Linked DNA regions of Mus musculus: all the other regions are linked to region 3. Evidence: chromatin contacts called from public promoter capture Hi-C data. All regions are on one chromosome and are shown on one strand. The core of a region is the stretch at or near the end of the contact, and the rest is flanking DNA. Distances in the headings are between cores, read along the strand shown.

Region 1 (3,152 bases), core at 381-2,880, 2.4 Mb before region 3:
GACTAGGGGTGGGGCAGGGAACATAGGAAGTTTTGTTGCTGCTGCTGCACCTGTCCTTCTGAGAACAAGTATGGGGTCAAATCACCTATGGGAGATGATAAAGCTCAAGTTGACTGATGGTCTCTGAGGTGAAGTTTGAAGGTTGAAGGAGAAAGAAACATCTCCCACCTCGAACAGTGCATGGACAGAAGTGTACAATCAAGCGATCATGACTGGAAATATGCATTGCTGAACCAAATTGTATAGGTATAGGCATGAGGTCATTCTGGTAGCTAAAGTTGAGGAAAAAGGCCTTAGCCTTAAAGGACTCTGTTCAGAGAAGGATGCAATAGAGAAGGGAAACTTATCAGGACCATCTGGAGTTGGAAAGAAAGCGTTTCCAAGAGAAGCCATTTATTTTGAAGTTGTGGTCAGGCTGTACGGAAGGAGGACTTAGAGGCACAGACCCAGGAACAAGAAATATCCCTGGGTTCAGGAAGACAGACGACAGACAGAATAGTTTCGCAGAAAAGATGGAGTAAGAGACTTGGGGCGACGGATGTCCCTGGCTCTGAGACGCGATTCTCCTACACGACACGCTCGACCAGAACAGGAACCAGCACGGCCTCTTTGGAGGCCATCAACTGGGTCAGACCGAGATCACTGGCAGGCCGGCCTGCAAAGCCCAGCCCACGGGCAGGTTCCTGTCCTGCCTAGGAGGCTAGGTGCATCCCCTGAGTTTAGAACAGAGGAGGCTGGAGTGAGGGGTGGGTCCTCAACAAAGGGAGAGAGCGAAGCTGCGGAAGACAGGAACGGTAACTCAGCTCGCAGGAATCAAGTTCCGTGGGGCTGATCCCCACCCTGCGCCCGAGGGAAATAAAAAATCGCCGTTTCCCTTACCTGACTACGGTTGCCAAGCCCTGGGCCCGCGCGGACGCCCACCGCAAGGGAGGAGCGCCGTGCCCGCTTCGCGCTAAGAAAACGGAGCAGGAGAAACCCAGCCGAAGGAACCCCAACAAGGTCCGCTCTCGCAGTCCCGGAACGTCGTCCGCTACGCCCGCCCCAGATTCAAATACCGAAAGTTGGCGTTCCACAGCCAATCAGCGCGTTGGAGAAGAGGCTTCCGTAGAGCCACCTGTGGCCAATTGCAAGCCATACTGGTCCCGCCCTTCTTGCGCAGGGAGTTCCGCTTCCGGGACTGAGGGCACAGTGGGAGCGTTGGGGCGTATGGGAACTGTGGTCTAGCATCGGGGGCCGAGAGGGCTTGTTGGTAGCCAGTGACTGTGAGAGCCATCATGGCCCAGAAAATCTCATGGTCGGCCGCGAATGCGGTTGGAAACCAGTTCGCCCTGGCTCGGTTTTTCTCAGCTGTTAAATGGACCCAGTTGCAGTGTCTCCTCCGAGCTGTTTGTAAGGGAGAAGTTGAACCCTTACGGGGGGTGTCTGGGCGGCTCACAGCTTGTGGGTCAGCGTAGGGTCCGAGAACTCCCCACTCAGAATGCCGGGGGCGGCCTCGCGAGACTCTGACTCCCAGGGTGCCCTTCGGGTCAACCCAACAGGGAAATTGTCTCCCACAGTGCCCCGCGGGCAGCCTGAGGAGGGGACTCCATTTCCTAGAATGCTTTGCGGGTGCCTGGACAGGAGGCGCTCAGATTCGCAGGATGCCCCGCCAGTAGCCGGACTTGGACTCCGTTTCCCAGAGTGCCCCGCGGGCGATCTGACGGCGGTGGCTGCGGCAACAAACCAACTGTCCAGAACTGGACTCTCCTGCCTCTGCACGGCCCAGTGAGCGGTGGCGGGATGGACAGCCCTGAGGTGACCTTCACGTTGGCCTACCTGGTCTTCGCAGTGTGCTTCGTGTTCACGCCCAACGAGTTCTACTCGGCCGGGCTCACAGTGCAGAATCTGTTGTCGGGCTGGCTGGGCAGCGAGGACGCCGCCTTCGTACCTTACCACCTTCGCCGCACTTCCGCCACACTACTGTGTCACTCACTGCTGCCGTTAGGTGAGCCTCCTGTGTGCCGGCCGGTGGTTGGCGCTTAACCGGGCGCTTGGAGACTCCAAGGGTGAGGAACTGGAGCAGAAGCCGGTCAAGATCATGAACAAGCAAGCGGGATCTCTGCAGCCCTGGCTGTGAGCTGAGCGCTCTAGAGCACCATACGCTCTTCCAGTTGGGAGGCGGCGGCCCTGGCGCTGTCCTGCGAGTGGTGCTCGGGTGGGGCTAAGCTCCAGTCTTTGACATCACTGCGGCTGGAGTGCAGAATCGTTCAGCCTGCTTGCTATGTTGGACGATTTCTATAGGAAAGAGCTCCTGTTGATTTCATTACAACAGGGGTTGGAGAGATCCCAGGGGAAGGTGGGTGTAAGAAGAGCAGGCAGAGATGAAGACGGTCAAGGTTGGGAATGTTAATGGAGCGTTTCCTTTGCCGGGCTAGGTCTATGGCCCTGTCCAAGGCCATGGTATGTGGTGCCCCAAGTGCTAGTGGGACCTCGGAGAGGCCCATCTGTTGGCTGATTGGAGGAAAGGTTGGGGAAACTGCTGGAATATAGCAGTGATTGAAGTCTGGGATCCAGATGAAGGAGACCTTTGGAAGCTACAGGGACAGGGAAAGATAGATCTGGGAGAACACATGTCTGCTTGTCTGTCATACTTGCAGCTCTGGGCACAGGAATGATTGGTGTGAAGCAGCTGCTTAGGCTCCAGAGAGGCAGAGGCAGGTGTGGTAATAGAAACACTCAGATCTGTTTTGAGAAGAAGGAGGGTGGAGAGGACTCCTTTGGAGAACTGGAGATGGAGTTGGCATGGTCATGTAGTTTGGTTTGGAGACCTAGTTAGTACACTGCAAGGCATATCAAGAGTGTGGGGCTCTAAGGCAGGACTCCTGACCAAGGGCTGTCCAGTGGGCACTCCCATACCAGAACAAGGAACCCAAAGTTAATAAGCACAAGTCACTCAGGGAGGTCATATTGAGAGCAGACAGACGGTGGAGCTGTCTTCTGTTGCTACATAACAAGTTATTTTAACATGTAGTGAATTGGCTAGAAGTAAACAGTTACTATTGTTTTTTGCAGATTGGAGCCTGCTCAAACAGTACCTTACCATCTGCAGATCATTTTGATGTTCAAGTTGCTCCCTGTTGGGTTAACAGGGCTCTGAAACTGGTTTCTCTGTT
Region 2 (3,491 bases), core at 751-3,250, 2.9 Mb before region 3:
ACCTTTTGACCCCACTAAAACCACAACTGAGTTTGAGTAGAAGAAAGCAAGCTTGTCTTGGAAATAAGTTTAACATACTTGCCTTCTTAAGTTTCTAATCCAGTCCCAAGAAAACTTTCCAGTTCTGTATAATTGACCCCATTGTGTTTGCTGTTTGTACTCAGGGGGCTGATCCTGTTCTAATCTTTATGTTTTCATGGCTTCTTATGGCCTCGCAAACACTTCTCAAACAAGGAGCGGTGGTCAGCAATTCAAGAGAGCGAGCTGGGGGCCAGGAGTCACTAAGAACAGTGGGTTTTCTAGAAGGTCTCATGGGTCCCAGGCTGTGCCTGGGGGGAACCTCAGCCTGCAAAGTAGCCCTTTGTCTTTCTGGCATCTTTAATTCCATCTCCTCCGAGCTCTTCCGCACAGTCTATAAATATCCTCCAGTTCCTCCCACTTTAAAACAAAACAACACCAAAAATCCTCTCAGCCTTGCATTCCCACCCCCTCATCTTGTGTCATTTGGCTCTTTTTCTCTCAGTCTTTGCCGCCTCAGCAAAATTTCCCAAAAGTACTGCCTGCACTTCCTCTGGCCAAAACCCACTCAACGCCAGCTCCCTGCTGAGCCCCTACCTCCAGTTTGGCATCTGGGGTCCTCTTGGGCCAGTCCCCTGATGTCCTAACCACATTAGGCACCATTCTAAGAACTTTTCCCCTGTACTGTTTGTTTTTATTTACTTTCCGGTTTTATTGACCTTCAAAAGGAGGATAAAAGTTAAATAAGAATTAATAGGAAATGTCTTCAACTCAAATTTAAATGATCTGCTTAGAACATTAGTTTTTCTCTCTTTGAAAACATGAATATCTGGGCATGGTGATTCATACCTGTGGCCCCAGCACTTGGAGATGCTAAAGTAGGATCTTGAGTTGAAGCCCAGCCTGGGTAGAGAAGCAAATCCTTGTCTCACAAAACAAATAAGCCCAGGGAAAAAGATCCAGAAAGAATTCTACCTAGTAGCAACTAGACTAGACCCTTGTCTGATACATCACCCTATTTATGATTAGAAGAGGGGAATACTATTTTTTTAATGATCAAAGCCCAGATCTTGTGAATTTATATATCATCTTACAAGAGAGTGGTTAAGTTGCAAATGCTGTCTGATAGAAAAAAATGAACAGATTATGACCCATACAGACAAGTTGTTACCAATGCCAACTGTAACTCCAAAGATCAGTTTTCTGGGACCATAGGACATTAACTAGGCTTGCATCTGAGTTCAGCATTCTGTCTTTCATTGAATGACGGCGGGCATCCTCAGAATGTCTGTACTTCTGAGTTAAATGCATTCTAAAACTGATGTATTTTACACCTTGACATTTTGAAGATGGGATCTTGGAGGGAGTCAGCTTTTGCTTGGAAGTCATCGAGGCCTTGGGAGTTAAGTGATTTTTGTTAAATAACCATTGTAAAAGATTCTATAGCCAACAATCCTACCCTGCAAGAGACCTGATAGGGTCCCAGCTGCTTGTTATTAGCACCAACGCTGGATCACCCTACCAGTGGTGGTGGTAAGAGCTGTTGGGGGAAGAAGGGGTCTGTTCGGCCTCAAACTTCCGGTCCCCTAGTGGTGTCACAGACCGCAAGCCATTCTTAGGACAGGAGGCCTAACTGAACTAGAGGGCCAAATGGCCAAGGCAACAAAGCAGCCGGAAGAGACCCAGACTCCAACTCCCGAGCGGGGGCGGGGTGGGGCGGAGCGAGGGCAGAGCCTATAGTGAGAAAACCAATCCTCTTGAGCCTAGCGGGAAGGACGGCGGGCCAGAGGCGGGGCTAAGGGGCGGTGCGTCCGTCAGGAAAGCCAATCACTTTACCCCGGCTCGTTGAAGGGGGTTGGTCTGCGGGTCCTCCTTCGCTTTCTCCGGGATACCTCGCCGCCTGCGCTGACTTTACGGATGTTGTAATCTGCGCGTGCGCGTCCTGGCACTCCCGTGAGGCACTGCGGCGCGCGCGGTTGGAGGCTGGCAGAGAGCAGTGACTGCGGCTTTCCTGAGGTAAGGGTCTTGTAAGTTCGGGGTTGGCGGGGCCGCCGCTACCCTCCTACAGCCTGCTTGAGGCATCGATAGAGGTCGCTGGGCCCAGGCGCGGGGTGTGCGGGGAGGCTGAGGCTTTGTGCCAGAGGTGGGGGCGGAGGTACGTGGCCGGTCATCCGGCTGGGGTTGGTAGCTTTATTTTTCGGATACTGCGGATAAAACCCAAGGCCTCAATCATACGAGGCAAACGTTAAACCGGAAATACACACTTATCTGTTACCCAGCTTTTAAAAACAGCAATTTGGTACTTTTGTGGGCGTGTTTTATTAGAGCTCTTAAGTGTCATAACTGGATACTCAGAAACAAACCAAAACCAACCCAGAGAGTTTGCTACCAGAGTGTCAAATACATCGTGATTTTAAGACCTGCCATTGTCACTGACCTAAGTTTGGTTCAAGTCGTGGTTCATTGTGTTCTATTCGAAATAAAACTTCTTACTTGATGATTGATGGGTACTTTGAAACTTGTCAATTTGTCCTGGTTTTCTCTGCGTTAGACTGGTTATATCTATAGATTGAGTCCTTTGAGACTGATGGAACGCTGATTGAAGTAAATATTTAGTTGATTCTTCCTTAGAAAGGTAGGCATATTTCTTTTTCCTAACTAGAAACTACAGGGGAAACAGCTATTTTACAAAATGTAATTTATTTTAAGTAATTTCATCATTGGGAAAAAAAATCAGTTTTTTTTTATTGTTATATCTTCATTAATTAGATTCTTCATTACTGTTGTAGTGTCCTAAGCAACACCCTGATTGCTTCTGTTTTGCTTTGTCTTTGTCAGATATTGCACGTGCATCTGCTTTTAACTTAAGTAGTCTCCTGATGTCATCTGATAAAATGATCTGTATATTTAAAATTCATTTGCCTTGTTCATGGTCTAATACTTGTGTTCTTTCCCCCACTAGGAAAACACATTATAGATTGTATTTTTTTTCCTTCTTCTATGGACTTAGCGTAAATATGTTTTTTTCTGTTTGAACTTAGTTTAAAAAAATAGATTCATATCAAATATTTAAAAACAGGAGTAGTTAAACCATGAGTTGTGGAAATGAGTTTGTGGAAACATTGAAAAAAATTGGTTATCCCAAAGCTGATATTCTTAATGGAGAAGATTTTGACTGGCTCTTTGAGGATGTTGAAGATGAGTCATTCTTGAAATGGTTTTGTGGGAATGTGAATGAACAGAATGTATTGTCTGAAAAAGAATTGGAAGCCTTCAGCGATCTCCAGCGATCAGGCAAGCCTATCCTAGAAGGAACAGCATTGGATGAAGTTCTTAGGACCTGTAAAACTTTTGATTTGAAGACATGCAAACTGGATGACAAAGAGATACAGATATTAGAGGATGAGGTTCAAACTCTGCAGAAATTAAATAACTCAAAAATTCAGCGACGGAATAAATACCAGTTAATGGTT
Region 3 (3,348 bases), core at 232-2,731:
ACATACAAAATACATATAAAAATAAATCTTTAAAAAATATTGGACAGAAGAACTGTAATTCTGGGATTTGCTTATGAGTTGAGGGTCTAATTCTATAGCCCAAGTTGTCCTGAAACCTGGGATTTGTGATCTTGCCTCAGCCTCTTAAGTGCTGGAATTACTGGCAATGAGCTATAATGCTGGGCTTAGTTTTTTGTTATTTATTTAAAATTTATGCATGTGTGTTTTGCCTGCATGTATTATGTCTGTGCACCACTTGGACGCCTAGTGCCAGAAGAGGGCGTCTGGTTCCTTGGAACCAGAGTTATAGACAGCCATGTTGGTGCTGGAATTGAACCCCGCTAATGTGGAAGAGCTACCAGTGTTCTTAACCTCTGAGCCAGCTCTCTAGTCCCCAGTTCTTTCCAATGAGTTGATTTTCTTTTACTTTCAGGAAATTACTCCTTTCCGTTATATATAATCCATATAATGAAAAGAACCTGCTGGATTGTCCCTCCAACCCTAACTACCCGTGGCCAGCACCCCAGTCCTTAGTTCATCACGTTCAGATTAAGAGCATTCTAACCAGTTACAGTACCCGCCAGACTCTTCCTCTGGTGTCCAGTGCACACAGAATTAGACTAACAAACGCAAAACAGGCACCACCACAATGACGACCACATTACCCATCTTGATGCTAGGCCATCCATCCATCGCTAGATCTGTTCCTACTTAGAATCGCTCTCCACAAAGAGGCCAGCCAGCTTCCTCAATAAGCCAGCCCAATGTAGTTTACACTTTCCTCAGTCCTCCAGCCTTGTATCCGTATTCCCTTCTCCCGTGGCTAAACGCCACCCTCAGGCACCTTCTCCGAGGGTCTTAAATCTACATTGGCGATAAGCAGCTCGTTCCCGCCTCTTTGCTCTCGCCTCACCCAGCACTGCACCAAACAGTTTCTACCCTGTATTAATTCGAATTTTTCCACAGACCTAGGTCTCCGTTTTCCTTTGTCAGTACAGGCCTCACAGAGCCTGGCCAAAGACCGCGGAAGCGCAGTACAAACGCTAGTCAACTTTAATTGAACCGAATCCGGCGGGGTTTGTCGGAATCTGAGGGCGTGGAGGGAGAGAGGGAGGGACAGGGCTGACAAAACCGCAGAACGCAACTGGAAGCCCCAGGTCCCACACAATAGAGACTTCAGGCAAAAACTGCTGAGACCAGAGCCCCGTGCTAAAGCACGGTCAGCGTGGAGATGGCCGCACATCGCCATGGCTCCCTCCAGCCCCAGCCGTTGGTGGGCGTGGCAACCAGTCTCGCGGGAGCGGCGGTTGGGCGGGCCGTTGTCCCCGAGGGCGGGGCGAGTTGCTAAGGAAATGACCGCCCGCAGCGGCTCACCGCGCCAGTAGGGCGGGGCCTGGAGCAGCGCGGTTTCCGCTTCCGCCCTCTCCCCGCTCCTGTCCCGTTACCGCCTCCTAGCCGGCCTCGCGCCTTTCGCCGGCACCTTGCGTCGACTGCGCAGCCGGGCCCGCTCCTTGCCACGCGCGCCCCCAGGGGCCCCGGCTCCGGCGCCGGCAAGGGTCGCGTCCCGCTTACCTGTTCCTCAGGTAGCCAGCCATCCGCCGCCATGGGTGCCTACCTCTCTCAGCCCAACACGGTGAAGTGCTCCGGGGACGGGGTTGGCGCCCCGCGGCTCCCGCTGCCCTACGGCTTCTCCGCCATGCAAGGCTGGCGCGTCTCCATGGAGGTGAGACAGGGCCCCAGCGGCTGGCCACTGCATGGCAGGAACCTGACAGAGAAAGGGAGCGAGGGGGATGGGGTTCTCCTCAAGCAGGGGTCCCTGACGAGAGCCTGCAGCCACGGTGCGGGAGGCGGCGGCGAGCGCGGGATCCGGGCGGAGAGGGAGCGGCTAGAGCTTGGGGACCGCGGCCTGATGGCTAGTGGCTGCGGGAGCCCTGCCATGTGAGAAGAGGCACCTTCCGCCTACTGGCCGCCGTCTCTCCGTACCTTCGCGCCATCCTCTGGTGCCAGCCCAGCCCTCCAGCTTTTCCAGCGGCATGGGGTTGTCAGAGGGAAGAGGGAAGACTCGTTATTTGTTCGCTTATTGGTCGAATAGATGTGAATGACTGGTTCGTTTTTATTCTTGAAATATGTAATGTGGCAGGCCTCTTGGGGCTACAAACTTGATGGCGAAAAGGAGCCCGGGTAATAATGTGCTTTCCATTCTTAACCCTCAGTTGCTTTTAGCCTTAGACACCTCATGTTAATTTCAGAAGCCCCGCTTGACCTTCGAGAATTGTCACTCGTTCGTATTCTTTTCGAAATCTTTTATGATCTTTAGGAAAGGAATCGTGTCTGTCACTAGGCTTGCTTTTATTTTTTATTTTTTGAAATATGCTTGTAATTTTTTTTCTTACTCGATTTCTTTAAAACTTACTGAGTTGTCATTTTCCTCTGCATATAATTTAGTATACTCGATTTTCAGTCTTGTCATCAATCCTTTTTTGTCACCATCTACGAATAACTTTTAAAAAGAAAAGAAAAGTCCACTTTGGATGAAAGGGAAAGCAATCATTTGGATTGACAGTGTTGAGCAAATGGATGTGAAACTACAATGAACAGGGAATAGGTGTCTTTGAGCAATTTTGTGTGAAGTCTAAGGGACTAGTGAAAAGTTCTAATTATGTCTGGAATCGAGGGTTTATCCAGTTAGTAGGTGGGCTACAGGTAACAGCCAAATAGTTTCCCTTGGTGTTTTTTTTTTTTTTTTTTTTTTTTTTTTCTCTCAAATTCCCTCGCTCCTCCCTGTGGTTAGCTCTGGAATGACAGTGTGAACCTAAATGGTTTGTTCTCAGACTCAAAAGCTATTTTCACCAGCTTTTGATTATGGCTCTAGCATTATCTAGATCCAGCAGAATCTAGATAAATAATTTCAGCAAGGAGAGGGTCCTATTCATTTGGCTCAGTGCCCACATTTAATGGCTTGGAAATTGAGGCCTAGAAAGATTAGGGTACTTGTACCTTGATACAAAGAATTGTATTAAGGTGTTCAAGACAATAGGAGCTGTTCTTATATAGGTGTCAAGATGAAGCACAGCTTTCATATTTCTCAGTGGCATGCTGTAGTAATGACTGGGTAAAGTTAGAGATACCTGGGTATAGTATAGCTTCAGAAGGAAAGCCTTGGGGGTGGCTAAGTGCAACTTGCTGTTCTTACAGGGGACCAGAGTGTGATTCTCAGTGCCCACCCATGTCAAGGAGGTTCCAACAACCTGTGGTTCAAAAAAAAAAAAAAAAAAAAAAAAAGCCGGGCGTGGTGGTGCACACCTTTAATCCCAGCACTTGGGAGGCAGAGGCAGGCGGATTTCTGAG

What was found. Promoter capture Hi-C pulls out the DNA fragments that hold promoters and counts their contacts.
Region 1: a promoter capture Hi-C map of embryonic stem cells shows a contact between it and region 3, with 4 times the contacts expected there. The contact joins the promoter of Tmem129 here to the promoter of Ppm1g in region 3. A contact is called at or near these places in 2 of 39 promoter capture datasets (embryonic stem cells and erythroid cells), 5 of 115 datasets of contacts at active chromatin or transcription factors (astrocytes, cardiomyocytes, large pre-B cells and 2 more) and 1 of 9 other capture datasets (adipose tissue).
Region 2: a promoter capture Hi-C map of embryonic stem cells shows a contact between it and region 3, with 5 times the contacts expected there. The contact joins the promoter of Haus3 here to the promoter of Ppm1g in region 3. A contact is called at or near these places in 3 of 39 promoter capture datasets (embryonic stem cells, erythroid cells and liver), 1 of 484 Hi-C or Micro-C datasets (B cells) and 1 of 115 datasets of contacts at active chromatin or transcription factors (astrocytes).

The regions. Positions count from the first base shown.
Region 1 is chr5:33,656,455-33,659,606 of GRCm38.p6, reverse strand. It overlaps Tmem129 (transmembrane protein 129), which reads left to right and starts at 1,630. Exons shown (of 4, transcript NM_026698.3): 1 at 1,630-1,984. The coding sequence starts at 1,780. Tacc3 (transforming, acidic coiled-coil containing protein 3) reads right to left here and starts at 1,479. Exons shown (of 15, transcript NM_001040435.3): 1 at 880-1,479.
Region 2 is chr5:34,167,933-34,171,423 of GRCm38.p6, reverse strand. Haus3 (HAUS augmin-like complex, subunit 3) reads left to right here and starts at 2,000. Exons shown (of 5, transcript NM_146159.1): 1 at 2,000-2,034; 2 at 2,981-3,491. The coding sequence starts at 3,111. Poln (DNA polymerase N) reads left to right here and starts at 1,898. Exons shown (of 25, transcript NM_181857.4): 1 at 1,898-2,034.
Region 3 is chr5:31,218,678-31,222,025 of GRCm38.p6, reverse strand. Ppm1g (protein phosphatase 1G (formerly 2C), magnesium-dependent, gamma isoform) reads left to right here and starts at 1,481. Exons shown (of 10, transcript NM_008014.3): 1 at 1,481-1,723. The coding sequence starts at 1,604.